Regions from separate parts of the Manis pentadactyla genome. Here region 1 is linked to region 2. Evidence: chromatin contacts called from public Hi-C data. All regions are on one chromosome and are shown on one strand. Each heading gives the region's core, a stretch centred on a gene start, on an enhancer-like site or on the middle of the called end of the contact. The rest is flanking DNA. Distances are from core to core; before and after follow the strand shown.

Region 1 (6,143 bases), core at 1,613-4,112, 210 kb after region 2:
ATATACTGCAGACTGAATACATTAAGTCCACCCAAATCACTTTGCGATTCCACTTGGGGACCCAATACTGCTTGTGTCCCTGTTCATGTGTCAGTGCTAATTCAGAAAAGCACAAAATCAACCAAAAATCCATTAAAAAAAAAAATCCCAAAGCAGATCAGTAACTTGTCAAACCCAAACACTCAAGGCCATTCTGAAGCAAAAAACGGTCACCAGTTCCCAGTGGGTGGTTCCAAATTCACTTCATTCCTCTCAGGTCAGACTCTTAACAAAAATAAAACCCTAAAATGACTGGCACTGATTACAATAACAAATCTGGTTCAGATTTTTACAGCAAAATTATATACTGAACCAGCAGATATTTTCTTATAGGAAATTCAGTATTTTAGAGCCACTTAAGATAATGGAGTTTCATAAGACATCAGATAGGGAAAATAAAGTTAAATCAAGGCAAAAATAAGTGGAATAAATACTAACAAGATGTGTTGTATTTTATCCGTAAAGTACCTTCCTTGTCTACCCTAAGGGGATAGCTTCAAACTAAGTTCAACACTCAATAAGTCAAACTATGTACTAGGCACTATGAAAGATAACAAAGATGAAAAAACCAACCATTCTATCTACACTTGATCTCAAAGAATTTTTCATTTAATGAGATAGATGAGACAAAGACATAAAAATCCTCTAACTACAATGCGTTTCTTGATCTAATATGACCGACCACACTGGAGTTGAGAGTTAGAGGAAAGACTTCTAAGCCCTAAACATTTGTCAAACGGGTCCTTCTTATTGTGCCGAACAATCAAAGCTCATTATTTGCTTTTTCCTCTGTGCTCAGTAAGGCCCTGGTAATCATTACTTTGGTTTCCTTTAGTCTCTTACCTTAGTTTATTTTCTGTTCTCCACTCAGGTAATAAGATATATCTTTTGGGGATTTCCTGTTCTGCTTTCAGTTTTTTCTGCTGCTATTGCTGGGGGCCCATGTCTTACCCTCCTATCACAGTATGTTTTGTGTTTGCTGAAGAGACCCTCCACACAGTTTCTTCTTTGTGCTTTTTTATTGGAGATCTGGAAACAATCACTGAACCGATCTGTGAGCACTAAGAGTGGCTCTGAAAACTTCAAACCTAACTATTCAAAAGTAATTACGTTCAAGAAGTCTACTTTCAGAAAGTCTAATCAAGAAGATAAAAGACAGCTATTATAAGCACCCTCCGTGATTCCAACTCCTTCCACGTCACTGCTATTAGCTTGGGCTATAGCCAACAGAATTAAGAGGGACTTCAGATTGAAAGCAAAAGAAACAATCCTAAAAAATATGGCAGATTTTAATGTAAGTGGAGATTCAATGGCATTAACTTTAGGCAAAATCATTAATACTTTGTACCTGCTGAAATGAAGGCCAACTTGACACATGTTTTAACCACACTGCAGGGAACCACACGCTTCATGGTACTTACATGTGTAACTAGCTGGGCCTATAACCTTGCTTTTATTTATCCTTATCTCTATGATTTAAAATTGGCTCTTACTCTTCATCCCCTAAATTTTAGTAGGTGATACTAATCTTGTAGAACTAATCAACAACATCATATATGTAGCAATTTCCCCTGGAGGGAAAAACCCACCATAAAAGGGGTGGCTACAGAGTAATCAAAGGCCAAAGAACTAGATTAATCATAAACCTAGATGACTGAACCTTAATTTTCTTCAAACACTTCCTGCCCTTTGTTTCAACAGAGCTATACCTTCAAGGTTAACTGCAGTCTCCCTGAGCAACAGACTAGCCCACCCTAGACTGGTACATTCCTAATCCAGTGCTCTGTTTACTTATCTATACTGTTTCATTTGAAAGCATGCTGCTATTCACTGCCAGTCAAACAATATACAGTGCATTCCTACCCACACAAGGCTAACTCTGCAGATACCCAACACACCCACTTCACTGAAATATAAAAGAATGGTTTTTCATGAAGTTCCCAGGAAAGAAATAGGGTAGAAAGCAAAAATGAAACGCAACTGAAATTTAAAAAACCCCTAGAAGTTGGGTTCTGCCTCAAGGAATCGAGAGTGGAGGGAAGGTACAAAGGGGGAAGGGGGGATGGGGAGTCACTATTTCTCCTAAAAAAAGCCCCGAAACCGGTGAGCTCTCGACTCCTCCACAAGAGAACATAGGCTCAGAGGGGCTTCAGGAGGAAGGCTGAAGATCAGAGAATGGGGGATGGGAAGAACTGAAGTGGGGAAGGGCCGCTTCGTGTGTGGGGCTGGCAGTCCATGCCGGGTCTCTGATTTTTGCTTCGCCCACCTCTTTTTTATAAAACACTGATTTTCACCTTACGGATGAAACTATCTCTGGTTCTACCCTACCGAGCAGGGACAGGTGTAGGGAGGGATGTCTGGCCTCCGGGGAAGCAAAATGGGGGTGGGGGCGGCAGACTAGAGAATGGGAACCTGTGTGCCTTCCTCCAAAGCTGAGGGCTGGACGGTGGCGGGAGAGGCTTTAAATGAGGGGTTCCGGGAAGGAAGCCCCTTCTGGGGAGGTGGGATTGACCGGCTACAGTAGCTGCAAGGACCCTCGAAGGATGAGGAGCCACCTCCTCTGGGAATACCGGGAGGCGGAGGAGACGGCCCCGCCCCCTCAGGGGATGGCCGCAAGCGGCAGCTGGAACGGTTGTGGGACGACATCGGTGGTCCTACCCTTGCTTTTTCCTCGAGAACCCGGCCTCCCACCACCGCCAAGACCGGTCTTAGCGGATCCTACCTTTTCCCGGCGCTCCGGGCTCCGTTCCCCGCCGCCTCCGCCTCCGCCTCCGCCTCCGCCTCCCGCTCCCATCCACAGCCCCCGGAGGCCCCGCCCCCAGCCTCCAGGCGGGAGCACTGACATTCGCCAGGCCCAATCGCCACCTCCTCTCTCCAGCCCTGGCACCAATCCGCACCGGATGGAGGAGGGGCTTCTCCAATGTCATTTAGGCTCCTCCCGGGGCCCCAAGATCCCTTTTGTTTGGGGAGAGCCAAACTGGGCTTGAAGTTGCGTCACTTCCGGGAGGAAGCGCCATCCTCCGGCCCAGGCTTGGGGTGGGCTCGCCCTCCTCGCCGCCGCCTTCTTCAACTTTTCCACCTTCTGTGTGGTTTCTGGGCAGGACAGTGGCATGTGCTTCCTGCCTTACCTTCATGGTCCAGGAAGCTTAGGAATGGCGGCTTTGGGTACTCTGGTTGATTGGGCACATTAACATTTCACTCCAACCAGAATATTAACATATGAAGTGCGCTTTGGAATTTTTAGTTGTTTGAAAGCTGGTAACGTGGGTTCTCTGCTGTCTTTTTTTTCTTGGACGAGCTTGTGGGTGTTGCTAAGAAACAAGGGCGAAAAGGTGAAAAACCCGGAGAATTCCTTGTCTTTTCACATTACATTTGAAATAGAATAATAGCTCTGGAGCCCGTGGGGCAGGGACGCCGGGTTGCACCCCAGAGAGCATAAACCCATAAAAGACCTGCCTTCCAGGTAGAAATTGAATAATTGCAAATTTGTGTGTCAAGATTTGCCAGATGAAGGGACTTTATTGTGTCCTTGGCACCATTATACTGTAGGGCAATGGCATTTGCAGTGAAGCTGGAACAAAAGAGTGTATAGGATGTGAGGAATGTCTGTCCCTTCTTGTGAACACAGGAGTACGCAGCTTGCTGGTGGCAGCAAGCCCTACCGGAGACCAAATAACTTAGAGAGAGGGTGAATCCCCCACCTGAGGTTAAGGTTTCTGGATTGCTTTTCCACAGAAGCACTCCAGGTTACAGATTGATTCAGCTGATTAAAATAATAATAACCATATTGTTTAAAAATAAAATTTAACATATTTATAATGCAATTAAATATATAAATAATGCATAAATAGTATGTCATGGGAAAATAAAGGGAAACGTCATTAGAGTCTATAGGTTAGAAGGGGGAGGAGCTCTACCACTCCACTTCAGTTCCAGGAAGAATTGTCAATTACAGAGCCCAACAGAAGAAGCATTAACAGGAAAGAATCATCAATTACCATCCCAACAGGGAAAGACGTATACCGTATCTCCTACAAGAAATCCACTATCACTGCAACTCAGCCAAAGAGAAACCCTTAGTACCCTGAACTCCTGATTTTTACCAACGGACTTTATTTAAAAACAACCCCTCCCAACTTTCTCCTTTTTCTCCGTAAAATAACCTCCCTCTCCTTTGTGGGACTTGCCTGTGGTTTTGCCATAGCTTGCACGTCCCAAATTGCAATTCTCTATTCCTCAAAAAACCCCATTTTTGCTAATAAAATAACTTTTACTTTTAAGGTAACAATTTTAATATGTTATTCCTAATCTTACCAAGTACTATTAAGCAAGACAGTGTTGCGGGCATAGCATTCACCCAGGCAGACATAGTCCTCAAGGCAGATAAGGCCCTGCCCTTATGGAGTTTGCAATTTGGTGGAGAATGTGGTCAGTCTGTGCAATCATAGGAAAGTTTGAAGGCAGCAAAGCAGTTTTTATCATGTCATCACTGTGACAGGTACTCTCAAATAATGATGTTTAATCTTTACTACTACATAATAAATCTACCCTGACCTCTAAGACAGACATCATTGTGCCCATGAGAAGACAGAAATTCAAGAGGTCAAGTTCATAAAGCTAGTAAATAGAAAAGAAAGAACTTCCAACAAGGATGTGGGGCTCTAAACCTATGCCATATTCTGCTCACTGCACACTGACTCTCACAAAAACTGGTCCAAGGATTGGGCCTGTTTGACTACAAAACCAGCATCTGAGCCAAAAAAAAGCTCCATGCCTCTCCCAATTGATTGTAGGTCTGAGAGGGTCATCTCTATATGTGAAGGACAGTAAGACTTGTACTGAGGTGCTCAACAGCAGCCCACATGCTCCTGAAGTAATGAAGAAGGAAATTCAGAACTTCAGAAAGATATACTCCCTGTGTTCAGGAGACTTACAATCTGAAAGGCATGATGAAGGGCCAGATACATAGTAGGTGCTCAATAAATACTGACTTGAAACAAAAACGTCTGAAATGGTTAAAAACAGAGTGCTAGGTGTTGAATAGGTCCCTGAATTTGAAAAATCCCATTTCCTCCTCCTCCCTTTTGCCCTGCCTATGGGTTTGCAATGAGGAAGTACCTCATTGCCTGACAATGAGGCAGATGTGGGAGAACAGGCTATTTTCTGCTGGCTTCTGAGTCACTCTAAGCATTGTCCCAGTGAATCAGCTCCTCCCTGCTTCCCTTTGTAGCTGTTAACCCACCACCACCCACTCTACTCCCAGGCTGACCGATAGGTACAGTACTCTGTGGTTTACTTCCTGTAGAGCAGTTCACAGCTCCCTGACTCCCTGGGCTCCCTGCAGCCCTGTCCTGAGTGAGTGTGGGAGGATGCAGCAAGAAAGAGATCATACCCGCCCTGTGGGATTCAGAGTCCTGAGGGTATTCAGATTGCTTTCCATTTATTTCATCACCCCTGGACGTAGTGAACAGGCAGGCAGGGCTAGGGAACCTTTCCATGACCTTCAGGTTGTAGGGTGAGAAGGAGTTCTGGAGTGTTGTGATTCTTCAATATACAAAATGGGTAAATAATTTTAAAGTCTGGTACAAAGGTGTATGCAGAGGTAGAAAGTGGTTCATAGTAGTATCTTAAATTTGTATAACATAATATACCATTTTTATAACTATTATTTTATCAATTTTCCAGTAAATATTTATTAGATGCCTACTGTGTGTCAGTAAGAACTGGCAAAGATTATATACATTGTGTCAATTTTTCTCCAGAATAGATAAACTTCCTAGGTAGGTGTTTCATAAACGTTTATTGCTGGTTTGGGCAGGATTTGGAAGTAAAAAAATCCAGAGTTCTAGAAGTGCTCTTCCTCTGTCACAAGCCCTATCAGCTTCCTAGGGTTGCTGTGACAGATTGTTACTTCAATTGGGTGGCTTAAGACAAATTTATTCCCTCTCAGGCTGGAGGCTAGAAGTCTGAAATCAAGATGTTGACAATGCTGGTTCCTGCAAGAGCGTTCTGATGGAGGACCCAGTCTGTGCCTCTCTCCCAGCCTTTGGTGGTACCAGCAGTCCGTGGCGCCCCTCTGCTGGCAGCTGCAGCACTCCCTTCTC
Region 2 (6,238 bases), core at 62-2,561:
CTTAAGCAAATGCCCTTAGGTTTAAACATGTATTACTGCAAATTCTGTCGACAGTAGAAAGGAACGAGGTGGATAGGTGAGAGGAGGACAACATATGGGAACATCTGACTGTCGAGAAGTCGTGACAACAAAATCACTTCCTGAGGAGGGAGGAGTAAAAGGGAAGTGAAGAGGCCACACGGATCAGGAAGTGACTCGCCCTAAATTAGCCTCAACTATGTCTAAAAATGGGGGGATGGGGTAAGCCCCAACAGCTAAAGGCGGTAAAAGAACTGCCTCTTGATATGTCGCCACATCACCATCGTCCGCTCTTAACCGCAGAAGAGAGTCCACAATCACGATTTCGGTTAGGCAGTCTCTTCTCTTGCAGGATGGCCACTGGGCTGTGCCTCAGGCCCAGGAGGAAAAGAAGAGTTGAGGAATGGGGAACTGGGGCCACCGTGAGGCAAAGGAAAGCCCCTCCAGAGGGAAACGTCCCAGCTGCAGAGTACGCCACCACCGGTCAAGAAGCTTCTTTTTCCTGAGGACATTGCAAGGGCTCCCCCCGCTGCCGATCGGGTCCCTGTTCCCTGCCGCAGGAAGAGGTAAGAAAGAGAGGCGCACCCCTTACCTTCTCCTCATCCGACACCCGATCCTCGAAGTCGGCCATCTTGGGCTGCTCTGGCCCAGCCCAGCCTGGGCGCGAGGCAGGCCGGGAAGGAAGCCGAGTGATAGAATCACCGCAGGGGCCCTCGGAAGGACCCGCCGGAAATGCCGACCGTGAGGGCGCCATGTCAGTTAAGGGCAGGCGGTGAGGGCTCTGAGCGCCCGCGCCCCAGGAGCTCGGCTTTGCCTTAAAATGATTTTAAGTCTAGTATCTTTCTCACTGAGTTACATTCATTCCCACGTTCATCTATGGGACGCGGGGGGCGTGTTTCGACTGTTCTTGGCGCCCGAGCTCCATCCCATCAAAAAGCAGTTGTGACCCCTGTAGGTTTTCCCAGTATCAGTGACCTCCATGGCAGCGGGGTCCAAAGAGCTAAGTGCTGCTCGGCCCGTGGAATGGTCGTGGATTCTCCTACCCCAGGAAAGGGGTGAAAGGTGACCCTCACTCGTAGGGAAGAAAAAACACTCCGGGATCACATCTCAGGCCGGGTCCTCCAAAATAGGGGCCGCTGTCCGCCTCTTCCCGCCCTTCCAAGGAGAAGGTAGGCCCAGTCCCAGGACGCTCCTCCAACCTTCCAAATCTCAGTCCGCGTCCCCCGCGATTCCCAGCCTTCACCAAAGCCAACTTCAAGTCCGCCACTATCCCAGGATTCCTGACTCTCGGCTTCCTGCCCTTCCCTTCCAGCTCCCGGCGCCAAAGGGAAGGACAAGATGGCGGACGGCGACGGCTTGAGTGAAGCAGCGACTGCTGCGGCATCTCCTCCAGTGACCGCTCCCGGCTTGAGCCCGCCGCTGGGCTGGAGGGAGCGGCTGCGAGCCGGGCTGGCGGGGACTGGGGCCTCGTTGTGGTTCGTGGCGGGACTGGGGCTGCTTTACGCTCTGAGGGTCCCGCTGAGGCTGTGTGAGAATTTGGCAGCGGGTGAGAGGCCCAGACCTCCCTGAGGACGGGTGGGGGGCCCAGGAGAAGTGCCCGGAGCTAGGAACCAAAGGACAGAGACTCTCAGTAGTCACTGGAGGGCTTCAGAGAATGAGTCGGTGGTGGGCGATCAAGTGGATTCTTTTTCTCTTAGGCGGCAACTCCGCAGCTGATTGTCAAACCTGAGTTGCAGCTGTCGGCTCCTCCCTAACGTCTTTTAGGATCCGCCCTCTGTTCTTCCCTAGTCTAGGGAGCAAAAGCCGCCTGGCAAGCTGTGAGCCTCACAGGTGGTAGAACAGATCAAAGTATTTTAAGACTTGGACGCAGAATTCAATATACACCCCTACCATTGTTAGGATCCCTTGAAAATCACTCTTTTCAGTCTGCCGCTGCTCAGCTTAAGAGTATCCACGCCCAGTTAATAAAATGAGTGCTTCAGTATTCAAAAATCTTACCATGATTTTAGCCAACCGTTTTCATGTTTTAAAATACTATTGTCAAGAAATAGTTTTCGTGTTATTTTTGTCTGTTCTTTGTTTTAGGCTTTATCTTAGGTAATAAAAAAGAACAGTACAGGAAGTAGAGAGAAAGAGAACCACAAGCGGCAGTGGGTTCTTCCCTTAGTTCTTTAGTGTTTGTAAAGAGCTTGCTATGTAATAAGGGCTGAAGATACAACGATGTGTAAGAAGTAATGATCCCCATGGCTTCTGGCGAATCCTACCATTTAGCTGTAGCCAGAACAAAGTGTATGGAAGCCAGGGCGTTTTACCATGTTATTACAGTATTTCTACTCAAGCTCTGAACAGCAACCTCAGAACGAGATGCAAGTATTTCTTTTAGGTGATCACTGATTCTCAGTACCGTGGTTTATTTTTCTGTAGCAAAAAAGCTGTCCCTTTTTCCATTAGATGAGGTGACAGGAAAGACTGTGAGATAATGTTCTGAAGTATTTTGGGCATTTTAGAACATACGTACTATGTAAATTTAGATGTAACACACTACAACAAGCTAAATAAATTTGGCCTTCCTAGACTGAAAGAGGTCTTTGTAATGAGCGAATGAGGTGCTTACTAGTACACTCAGTGAAATGTTCATTGAGTTTATCATACATTTTTGTAAATGTTAACTAGGCACATCTCTAAATTAAGAGTAGTTGACTATTAAAGATTTGTATTTCTTTCTGAAACACAGTTTCAGAGAGATTTATTTGAAGTGAAGAATCTGGTCCAAGCTTTCAATGAGTTCAGGTGCAGGGAGCTCTGTTTTGCTACTCTCTTTGGGCTATTTTGCCTCTCTAGCTGACATACCAAAAATATATACTGTGTTCTTCCCTCTAATATGGAAGGCTGTTTTGTATCTCACCAAAATAATTAGGGGACTGGTCTTAAACGTCCTTTTATAATGATGTTTGTTTAGTTTATCCTTGTAGATTTGCAGTTCTTATCTAAATTAGATTTTTTTATAAGTTCTTAAAGTCTCAAAAACAAGCTAAATTAGCACATTTTGATTTGCTTATTTAACAAATCGATAGTGTAAAACCCTACCCTTTCATGTGGGAAGGCATTTTTAAAGTATACATGGGAATTTAAAGTAGCTTTTAAAAAAATTACAGGTTTCTCAAATGAATCTCATGCTAGATATTAATACTAACATTCCTCCACTCATAAAGACACCTGCATATGTGTAACGAGTACTTTGAATTTGCATATTTTTAAACTTTAATTTTTTCCCCCCTTTTTACAGTAACAGTATTCTTAAATTCTTTGACGCCCAAATTCTATGTGGCACTTACAGGGACATCTTCTTTGATATCAGGACTAATATTTGTAAGTAGTTTCCATTTCCTTCATGCTTTGGTATTTATCTAAAGATCAAATCTCTTTATATGGTTAAAATAATTATAAATACTGTTAGATCAGCCTTCTCAAGATATGTTCAGCATTTGAAAAAACACTGCATCTTCCTTTCCACTATTAGAAATTGGCAGTATCATTTGTGTATAAAAGACTATTGTATACTATAGGAGGTGGGGGCCAGAGGGCTGGGGGATGGGTTGCAAACTTAATGCCTGCAAGGCCCGGTTTAGTAACAGAAATGAGTGAAATGGGCAGTGTAAGAATTAAATTCCTTATTTGCTTTGAGAACTAGATAATCTGGACAGTACATGCTCCTTCAAGAAGGGGTTAAAAGCTAGTTGTTGCTATATGGACTTGTATAGAAACTGGATATACAAGTTTTTATATACAATCTCCCAATACTTCAAAATGGTGGCACCATTGAGCAAACTATAAATTTATCTGTGTCTTGGATTCAGCCAATGGGCTGCCAATTACCTTCTCTGGAGTGTTCAAGAACGGTTTCAGAACCAGGCTAACCATCACTTCAGTTGGGTGACTTTGAGCAAGTTAATTAACATTTTTAAGCTCCCAATTTCCTCACATGTAAAATAGGGATAACAATAGTATCACCTTCATAGGATTGTGAGTAGTAAATGAAATAACGTGTGTAAAAGCTTGCAACAACATGGCTGCTAGCTCAGGGTGAGCACTTAGTGCATTTTGGCCATTGTGATTTGGAGAAACCCAACAATAAAGAAACCTTGTAACTTTAATTCAGCTTTTTCCTTGTCTTATTTGACCAAGCTTTCATTTTTAATTTAAAAACTGTTTTAAATTTTATAATCTGTATTATAAACATCTCTAGAAACTAGTGTTTCCTGGTATAAACTTTGGAAAAATACTGCTGCAGATAAAACTTTTAGAAAGTATAATAGCATGCACAGCCAATGAATTTTTTCGTGCTTTTTTTCTCATCTCTAGGTGGTGCTCTTCAACTGTAGTAGAAATAATGGCATTTGTAGTGGAAGGTTTGTTTTTAAATAGGGACTAACACTTGACCATTTTGTTAAAATGAAATGTCGGACAAAAGAGGGATTTTTCTCTCCACTTAAAAGTACTGAATTTAGGATGAAAACTATATGTTAATATAAGCCTCAAAATTTCTTGATTTATAAAGCCCACCCGTAATTAAGCATATTTTAGAAACTCTAGTCAATAGCATATAAAAGTCTAAATAAAGAAGATAAACTATCTTTAAACAGCTGTTGTAGTGGAAAGAGCATTGATCTAGGAACCAGATGTAGTTTTGTATCTTGACTCTACCACTTACTAGCTGATAACTTTGGTCAGTACATAAATTCTCTTATTTAGTTTCCTCATTGATAAGGGGGGAGAAAACTTACGTATGTTAAATATAACGCATAACTTACACATACAATATATAAAACGTTTTTTAAAGTTTGTTACTCTTTTTAAATTAGAGTTTTAAACTTAACAAAAGTTAGGGAATTAAAGTAACATTTTAAAGGTTAAATGGTATCATTACCCTTGCAATGTTGGTAAGTTTTTATTAGCAAAAGTTATTATGTTTATAATTTCTTTTACAACCTGAAATAAGGAAGCTAGTTATGATGCTTGTGTTTTACTTCTACCTAAAGAGGTAGGAGATAGTGTGCTGGGGAACTTGAAGAATAGCAACAAATCCAGTTGTTTAATTATTACAAGTGAAAAGATGATGCTCAAAGGAAAACCTGAGATCCAAAGGGAATGCATAACACAGCCTTTCCTTCTGTGAGATCAGGAAATGTTCCCTGAGGATCTGTCATGTAAGCTGAAGCCGAAAGGAGCCAGGCAAAGGGAGTTGAGGAGGCTGGAGCCTCCATATATGAAACATTCCAATTCAGCACAGAAGGCTTTGATTCCTCTTTTTGTATTTCCTCTTTTTATAAACCATGGAAACAGAAAGAAGGGAATATCCTGATTTTTAAGTGGTTCAGTATGGGAACCAGCCTCTTAACCTACAGTAATAATACTGCCAAATACTGGAATAGTACTTTATTGTTTAAAGGCACTTATAATTCTTGTTAACTATATTTAATAGATAGGACATTGAGAGTCTGAGATGTTAGAGCTCAAGTGACTTGCCCAAAGCAAACAGCTGAACTGGGAGTCAAATGTGGACATCTTAGCCTTAGTCTGGTGTTTAATCCACCTTGCTAGTTGTTTCAATATTGCCTTTCTTTTAATTATGCAGATAGAATAAAATGACAATGTAACATAAGAGATTATTTATAATCTTACTGTTTCCTAATGCTTTACTTATAGATGTATTTCTCCTAGTTTTGCCTAAGCTTGTCTAAATTTCATGACAAAGCTATAAAAAAGGTATTTTACTTTTGCTTAGCATGTGTTATTGGGGAATCTTGTCTTTGGCTTATTTTGGGGAATGAGGGTATTTAAAATGCTAAACAGGAACATCTTGAGAGAATGTTTTAATTGAGCTCATGTATGTGCTGATCAATTCTATTTAAAGTTAAGGATGTTTTCTGTTTGTCATAGATATTTGAATGGTGGTACTTCCATAAGCATGGCATATCTTTTATTGAGCAAGTATCTGTAAACCATTTGCGGCCACTGATGGGTGGAACAGAAAACAGCATTTCGGAGCCAGGTTCTCCTTCCAGCGACAGAGAAGGTGAAACCAGCAGACAGAATTTGTCAGGTGACTATTTGTCTAATGTGTTTTTAGAGCTGTATAGTTAAGATTGGTATTTGTCTGTGAGAGGTAGAAAATGCACAACAGAGAGAAGTTTGTCTTTCATGTAAATATAGGTAATCC

Evidence for each region. A called contact is a pair of places that touch in the nucleus more often than the background predicts.
Region 1: a contact with region 2 is called in a Hi-C map of skin fibroblasts, with 5 times the contacts expected there. The contact joins the promoter of CTTNBP2NL here to the promoter of CAPZA1 in region 2. A contact is called at or near these places in 2 of 3 Hi-C or Micro-C datasets (fibroblasts and skin fibroblasts).

What each region holds. Positions count from the first base shown.
Region 1 is chr4:97,919,175-97,925,317 of mManPen7.hap1, forward strand. CTTNBP2NL (CTTNBP2 N-terminal like) reads right to left here and starts at 2,863. Exons shown (of 5, transcript XM_036921533.2): 1 at 2,762-2,863. The coding sequence starts at 2,833.
Region 2 is chr4:97,707,945-97,714,182 of mManPen7.hap1, forward strand. It overlaps CAPZA1 (capping actin protein of muscle Z-line subunit alpha 1), which reads right to left and starts at 1,312. Exons shown (of 9, transcript XM_057500537.1): 1 at 611-1,312. The coding sequence starts at 772. ST7L (suppression of tumorigenicity 7 like) reads left to right here. Exons shown (of 17, transcript XR_008997084.1): 1 at 1-584; 2 at 1,331-1,564; 3 at 3,305-3,387; 4 at 5,959-6,121.